Regions from separate parts of the Hordeum vulgare genome. Here region 2 is linked to region 1. The links are chromatin contacts, called in public Hi-C maps. All regions are on one chromosome and are shown on one strand. Each heading gives the region's core, a stretch centred on a gene start, on an enhancer-like site or on the middle of the called end of the contact. The rest is flanking DNA. Distances are from core to core; before and after follow the strand shown. Region 1 holds the start of LOC123444393 (chaperone protein ClpB1-like). Region 2 has its middle 120 kb from the start of LOC123444394.

Evidence for each region. Hi-C and Micro-C count contacts between places; a contact is called where the count stands out from the background.
Region 2: a contact with region 1 is called in a Hi-C map of leaf, with 4 times the contacts expected there. The contact joins the enhancer-like site here to the promoter of LOC123444393 in region 1. A contact is called at or near these places in 3 of 6 Hi-C or Micro-C datasets (all in leaf).

The regions. Positions count from the first base shown.
Region 1 is chr3H:483,140,268-483,144,313 of MorexV3_pseudomolecules_assembly, reverse strand. LOC123444393 (chaperone protein ClpB1-like) reads right to left here and starts at 1,865. Exons shown (of 7, transcript XM_045121090.1): 1 at 383-1,865; 2 at 78-259. The coding sequence starts at 1,538.
Region 2 is chr3H:483,459,134-483,463,146 of MorexV3_pseudomolecules_assembly, reverse strand. No RefSeq gene overlaps it. Among protein-coding and RNA genes, the nearest start is that of LOC123444394, 120 kb to the left of the region's middle. Within about 2 kb of position 2,511, at least 2 of the 3 cell types and tissues checked have open chromatin away from gene starts, as enhancers often do. A contact at or near this core is called in leaf, where this site is marked.

The DNA.
Region 1 (4,046 bases), core at 616-3,115:
AGCTTTTGCACATTGTCTCAGTAAGTACAGAGCATAAATTAGAGAAACCAAGATCACCGAATTCACCAGTCACTCACATCAACTAGCCGAGCTTTGCTAGCCTTGTCCTTCTCCCTCTCGAGAGCATGGAGCTCGACTTCCAACTGGATCCTCTTCCTCTCGAGGTTATCGATCTCTTCAGGCTGGCTGTCAAGCTGCACCCTCACATTTGCGCAGGCCTCGTCAACCAAATCGATTGCTTTATCAGGCAGATGACGGCCTGCAACAAAACCAAAAACATCGTCAATTTATGGCCGGAGATCAAGGCGAAAACTCTGAAAATTCACCACGCAGAAATCACAATGTCAGTAAATTGGTTTGCAAGAACAGGGAGGGCACTTACCCATGATGTACCTCGCCGAGAGCTGCGCGGCGACGACGAGCGCGCGGTCCTGAATCCTCACGCCATGGTGGCCCTCGTACTTCTCCTTGAGCCCTCTGAGTATGCTGACGGTGTCGGGGACGCTGGGCTCCGCCACCAACACCTGCTGGAACCGCCTCTCGAACGCCGCGTCCTTCTCGACATACTTCCTGTACTCCTCGAGGGTCGTGGCGCCAATGCACCTGAGCTGCCCCCTCGCGAGCATCGGCTTGAACAGGTTGGCCGCGTCCATGGAACCCTCCGTCCGCCCGGCGCCGAGCACCAGGTGTATCTCGTCGATGAACAGTATCACCTTCCCCTCGGCCTCCTCCACCTCCTTGAGCACGGCCTTGAGCCGCTCCTCGAACTCGCCGCGGTACTTGGCGCCGGCCACGAGCGCGCCCATGTCGAGCGCCACCAGGCGCACGTCCAGGAGGTTGCTGGGGACGTCGCCGCGCACGACGCGCTGCGCGAGCCCCTCCACCACGGCGGTCTTGCCCACGCCGGGCTCGCCGATGAGGACGGGGTTGTTCTTGGTGCGCCGCGACAGGATCCGCACCACGCGCCGGATCTCCTCGTCGCGACCGATGACCGGGTCCAGCTTGCCCGCCACCTCCACGAGGTCGCGGCCGTACGTCTTGAGGGCCTGGAAGTTGGTGTCCCCCGACGCGGACTCCACGCGCCGGTTGTCGCCGCCACGGAGCTTCTCGACCTCGGCCTTCACCCGCGCCGCGGAGGCGCCGGCCTCCTTGAGCGCGTCCGAGATCTGAGGGTCCTCGAGGAGGCCCACGATCAGCTGGTCGACGGCGAGGTGCGAGTCGCCTCGAGACTTCTGCGCCGACTGCGCGCGGCGGACGGCCTTGACCAGCGAGGTGGACGCCGGGACGGTGTCGGGCGGCGGGGACTGCGAGGGCAGCCTCTTGAGCGCGGTGGACGCGACGCGCTCGAACGACTCGACCGCGGCGTCGTTGCCGCCGGACGCGTGGGCAATGGCCTGGCGGAGGATGCCCGACCTGTCCGCCGCGAGCGCGGCGGCGAGGTGCAGCGGCGTGAGCTGCGCGTGGCCGGCCTCGGACGCCATCTCGTGCGCCGCCGCGAGCGCCTCATTGGTCTTGTGCGTGAACTTGTCGGGATTCATGGTTTCCGCTTCTGCGAGCTACGGATTAACTGCGACAAAACTGGCAATGGTGATTGGGAGGGATTTGTGGGTTCGAAGATTCGCCTTGGTGTCTTTTTCTCGTCGGAAATTGCCGAGGGGGATCGGAGATGGGATGGGTAATAAGAGGCAGGAGGCGAGAGTTCGTCGGAGGTCTAGAACGGCGTGGAAGCGGGCCGGAAGGCGGCGAGTTAGGGGGGACAGGAACGTCCCAGAACATTCTAGTGTGCAACCGTTTCTTTGGAAAACCTGAAACCGTGCGCGTTATCCCGAGCGTTGGTCTCCTTTTTCTTAACCTGTATCTCGACCGTTGGTTCCAATTTCATGGCTTTTTGGGGGGGAGTCTTTACACCATTATCTCTACTCATATCTCTACTCTCACTAGTAAAATGTCCGTGCTACCCTACGAATTAATATAAAATTAGGGAGAAAAGTAGTCCATTCTCGTATCGCGTTATAAAAAGGTTTGGTAGTTCTATATACTTCAATGTTTGTAAGGGCCTATCTGCTCGTTGCATTATGTTATACTAGTGCAAATCATAAAACCTATCTTTTACGTAAATGCAACCAATCAAAATCATTGGTATAATACAACATGTTTTCTTAGTTATTCTTCCTTTTTGTATTTGTCTCTACCAGTTTTACGATTTCCATCTGGTTCTTCTTTATTTCTTATTCATTTTTTCTGTTTCTTAAATACATGTCGACTTTTGTTGAATGCATGTTTAACATTTTCTATATATGGGTTAAAAATTTCAAATACACATTCAACGTTTTTCAAACAAACATTAAACATTTATCCAAAAACATGTTGAATATTACTCAAATGCATATTGAATATATTTCCAAATACACGCTGAATATTTTTTAACATGAGTTGAATACTTTTCAATAATGTCATGATTTAAAAAACGGATGGCAACTATTTTAATTGTTACCAACATTTTTTTTTTCAAATGGCACAATTGTTTTTATATGTTATAAATATTTTTATTAAATTTCACAAACTAAATTTAATATTTCATGAACATTTTAAATAATACTATATCATAAACATATATTTAAACTTGTGAAGTTTTTTGAAATGTTGTGAGCAATCTTTTGAATGGTAGGATATTATTTACAAATTACATGGAGTCTTTTTTAAATAAACAATATTTAGAAAAATGTGATGAACATATTTTAAAACGTTAGAACATTTTGTAAATCTCAGGGACATTTCCTTAAATTGCATGAACTTTGTTTTAAACCCATGCACACAGACTTCCATGAATTTTTTTTAATGTGAGGTGAACACTTATACAAAAAATCATAGAGAAACGAAAAACAAAAAATATCAAGTATTCTACGTGTTGCTTGCTTTTTTATTTGTGAAAGCTCGTTGTTTCTTTTTAGAACTGAAAGTTCGTTGCTCGGTCGTCGCATGAAGGAGACATCCAGCTCAATTATTGCTCATCGTCTGGAGCGCAAACCTCCTGACCCAGCCGCGAGAGAGGATACCAAACGATGCTAAATCATGGAAATTCATCGATGGCTGTTACGTCCCCCTTGGATGCCGTGATGCGCTTCGGCGGTACGGTGGAACGTCTCACAACAGCGCCACGATGGCAATGGCACATCATGACTGGTTGTACCGCTGTTCAGACCCGGCCAAAGTCTTCAGCACTTTCTCTCTCTCTCCCGCGCAGTGGTACGCCTTGTCAGACCTGTCTAGCCATGGCGGCTCTTCAAGCCAACACATCTTCATATGACTTGAAATCTCGAATCGTTTTCATCGTTGGGTTTCCCGCGTCGACATCTTCAAAACTATATCTCATGTTTATAGTTTTTGACAATCTTTTTTTACGAAAAAAACGACGGAAAAACGTGCCTCTCGTGATAGAAAAATAAATAAAAAACATTTTTTTTCCTTTCTGAGAGGGACGGCGCCGTGCCTCTCAAGAAGGCAAAAACGTGTCTTTCGCGGGACCAACCCGTGCGTCTTGCAAAAAACCAACAAAAACCTGTGATTTTTTTCCTTTCCGGAAGGCATGACCCTTCCGCGGAAGCAAAAACGTGGCTCTCACAAAAAAACCAAAAAATGTGTTTTTTTTCTTCTTCAAGTGGCGCAGCCGTGCCTCTCACGAAGGCAAAAACTGTGTCACTAAAAAAATAAAAAACTTTTTTTTCGTTTCAAGTAAAATCATGAAAAAAACAGAAAATACATTTTTCCATGCAAAAAAATGATTTTTTTCGTCAAAAAGCTAAGAAAGACATTTGAAAAACCGAAACACCAAAATAATCACTCAAAAAGCCAAAAAATGCTGGCGGGGAAAATAAAATAAAATAAAATAAAAAACGCTCAGAACGCGACACATGACGACGACTGAGAACGCGTCAAGCGATGGCATGTGGGAATGGTCGTTTGGAGGCTTCGAAAGGAGTGTTTCTCAACTACTCTCTTCATTCTTAAATATAAGTCTTTCAAGAGGTTTCACTAGTGGACTACAT
Region 2 (4,013 bases), core at 1,262-3,761, 320 kb before region 1:
AATATTTCGTCGGCGGCTAGGACTTCAATGGCGAGGGCGCACGGGAGGATCAATATTGATGTCTAGGGGACTAGGGCACGACATCAAGGGGTGCGGCGATGCGACATTTGAAAGAAATTTTTCAGTAGTCGGGTTTGCTCGTATTTATATCCCCTTACCATCGATGACACCAGGTTGTGATTTTCGGTGCCACCGAATTCCATGACTGTCAACTGGCAGGGAAACTCAGTGAGGCCAAAAAGGCAAACTCGGTTACAGCGAGATTAATAAAACTGATCAACCCTATGCTTCAATTGGACCGAGATTTTGAGATTGGCCACACCGAGATGCACTCTGGGATGTTTTGGAATTCAGCCCTTGTCGAGACGGATCTCCGAGTGCTCCTCACACAGAGTGTCCCTAAAGTGCTTGCTCAAATTTTATGATGTAGCATGAATAGAATTTGAGACAAGAAAACATATATAGCTAGAGAAGGGTACTTAGGCATTCTTGTATATCCAATTGGCCAAATAAAATTGAAAGCCAAATAACAACAATTGGACATTCTCGAACGTGCAAATCATGCATACCAACATGCTCACACAATAAGATGTCAAATAAACATAGTGAACATGCACAAACATTCTAGCATCTGTCAAGCACTTTGGCGATGACGAATTCATCTATATGTGAATACATTGACATAGGAGCCAAGTAAGAATACTTGATCATAGGTAATACTCATCGTTTAAGCACAAGTGGGGTTACCACTTTTACATAAAGCATTAATGTGCTCATATCTTTAGGAGATGCTTACACTCAATATTTAGAGTGAAGGCCCCCCTTGATATGACATCCCCCCTAAGAGGGATAAACTAACCTTGGATTTTGTCGTAGAAGACTTCAAGTAGGTGAAGTAGTGGTGTACGCTCATTGTTGATGAAGTTCATCTTGAGTTGGGAGAAATCCTTGTTGTTTCTTATTATTCTCACCTACATGGGTTAGTCCCAAAGCAAAAGGAACAAATGCAAGAATATCTATGGACATAGAATGAAATACATGGGAGGTTATGTCCAAAGATGCATTAATTACATTGTCATTTGCTCACCTTTGAGGAAATATGTGACTCCTTGAACTAATGCATATGGTTGAGGTTGATTGCATATAATTCTTGCCAAAGTGAATAAGAGTGAATTTCATTGGCGGACTCACCCCTCAAAGAACTTTCCAGTTCTTCCTCTTGGGGACCCACATCACCTTGATGGAATCCTTGGTGTTGTGGTAGCACTAGATGAGGTAGTGCTAGAACTGTCCTTGGAAACCCACTCGACCTTGGCATGAGGTTCTTCCTCAAATGAGTCAATCTCCTCTTAAATCTTTCCCTTGCCCTTGTGGTCTTGTGATAGAAGGCCATCTTGAGAGCTTGTTCCCTTGGAAGGAGTAGGATCATACTTCTCCTCTTGAGGAACAAACTTGGGATTGTGATATGGGCCTTCTTCCAAAATTATTTTTGATGCATACAAAAGTGTAAAGTGTGTTTGAAAAAGGTGGATATCAAAACATACATTTGAAAAGAATGTTAATGTGCATTTGATATGTTAAACATGTATAAATAAAGGATTCATGTCTATACAAGAAATGTATAATATGTATAGACATCAAAACATATATTTGAAAGAAATGTTAATCATGTATTTGAAATATATTAAACGCATATAAAAAGTGTTCTCGAAGCATATGAAAATTTTACAACGTGTATGGAAAAATAATATATTAATAAATATATTTTTAAAAAATGTTACATGTGTATAAAAAAACATTTCGCTTGTTTACAATTTTTTTAGGACCTACTGGTGCGTCTACCTACTTAGGCTACAATGGAGTTACCATCAAAATAAAAAGGCTACAATGAAGTCGGAAGTCCAAATGCACCAGGGTTTTCCTAGTTACGAAACATATATGTAAAGAAAAACACAGCAAAATATATAAAGAAAAATATCGAAGACAACTTTAAGAAGAAACACAAAAAAGTAAGAGAAGAGAAAAACCATAGAAACCAAACCGAAATAAATAACTAAAACAAAAAAAAAAATCAGAACGCCGAAGATCTAGAAGAGAGCGGTAAATAAAACACAAAGACAAAAGAAAGAAAAAAAGTCGGAAAGAACGTTTTATTCATTAGCAAATCGCAGATAAAAATAATGGAAACAAAACAAACATTTAAGGAAAAACGCATAAAAGGGAAGAAATAGAAAACAACAATAAAACCAAAGAAAACAGTAAGAAACACACAGAAAATATAAAAAACAAAGAAAAACATAAACAGAACACAATAGAAAAGATAAAAAAACTAATGAAAACCGTACCAGTCGAATCATTATAGTACACGAAATAAATAAGAATAAAACCTATAAAACCAGCGAGGGAGTGAGGGAGTGTCTTCTCCCGAGCGAGCCAGTCCAGAAAAAAACCCAGCGAAACGGGGTCTGCCCAGTAGCCACGCGAGGGAAAGATCCTTCACGCGAGAGAAACTATGGGAGCTCCTATACGGCGCTGCAGGCGTCGGTTCGTGCTTCAGGCGCCTTCCCTGGGCCGGCCCATAAAACATCTCCTGACGCCCCGCTGCAGGTCTTGAAATTTTTTCATTGATTTTGTAAAACGTGAATTACAAAACGTACATTAAAATTTTATTGAAATAAAAAGCACTGAATTACATTTGAAAAAAGTTCAATGAATACGCAAAACAATTCACAGATTTTTAGAATATGTTCTTGGATTTTCAAAAATTTGCAATATTCGAAAAAATCGTCGAATTTGGTAAAACAATTCATAAATTTGTAAAAAAGAGTTCACTAATTTTGAAAAAGTTCATGAATTTTAAAATACGTTCACAGATTTTCAAAAAAAGTTCACTGATTTCAAAAAAAGTTTATAAATTTTCAATATTAGTTCATTGATTTTGAAAAAAGTTCACGAATTTTAGAATATGTTCACCAATTATCAAAAGAAGTTCAACGATTGCAGAATAAAAGATCATAATTATTTTTTAAATAATTATTTATTTTGAAAAAAGTTCACAAATTTTAAAATATGTTCACCTGTTTTCAAAAGAAGATCAACGATTTCAAAAAAACGTTCATCAATTTATAAAAATGGTTCATCGACTTTGAAAAAACTTCGCAAATTTTAAAATATATTCACAGATTTTCAAAAAAGGTTCATCGATTTAGAAAAACGTTCACAAATTTTAATTATGTTCACGGATATTCAGAAATGTCCACCAATTTCACAAAGAATTCATCGATTTGGAAAAATTTTACCAATTAAAAAATAATTCCATCCAATTTTCTAAAATAATCGTTTTGAAAGTAAATTTACATATTTCAAAAAGAACCTCAACGAACCGTTTCTACGGAATATTGAAAAGGAAAAAAGGAAAAAGACTATGGAAAAATAAAAAGGAAAAATAAAGAATAAAGGAAGTGAAAAGTTCATTTCTATCACATACCGTTGCGGTGGTGGAGTGGTTGCAACACTAGAATATCTCTTAGGCCTTGTTCGGTTTCTTTAAAACAGGAGGGGTTTGGAAGGGATTGGGAGGAATTAAATCCCCTACAAGTCAAATTCCACCTCAATCCCCTCCATTCCTCTCCAATCCCTTCCTCGGTGGGATTAACCGAATAAGGCCTTAGAGGTTGCTGGTTCGAACATCACTAGCGTTTCTTTGTTTCTTGTTATTTTTATTATTTTCCTTTGGTTTCTTTGTACCATTCTTGGTTTTTACTGGTGTTTTCTTTCTTTTCCTGTTTACCTCTAGTTTCCTCTTTTCTTTGTTTCCTATTCTCCCCTGATTTTTCTCTGGTTTATATTTTTTACGTTGATTTTCTTCTCTTTTTCCCGTTGTATTTTGTCCCTCTCTATTTCCATTTTATTTACGTTTCTTTGTCTGTTTTCATCATTTTCCTTTTTCTTTAACACATAGTATATAATTTTTTCAATGCACAATATATATTTTTGGTGTATACGTGAAAGAT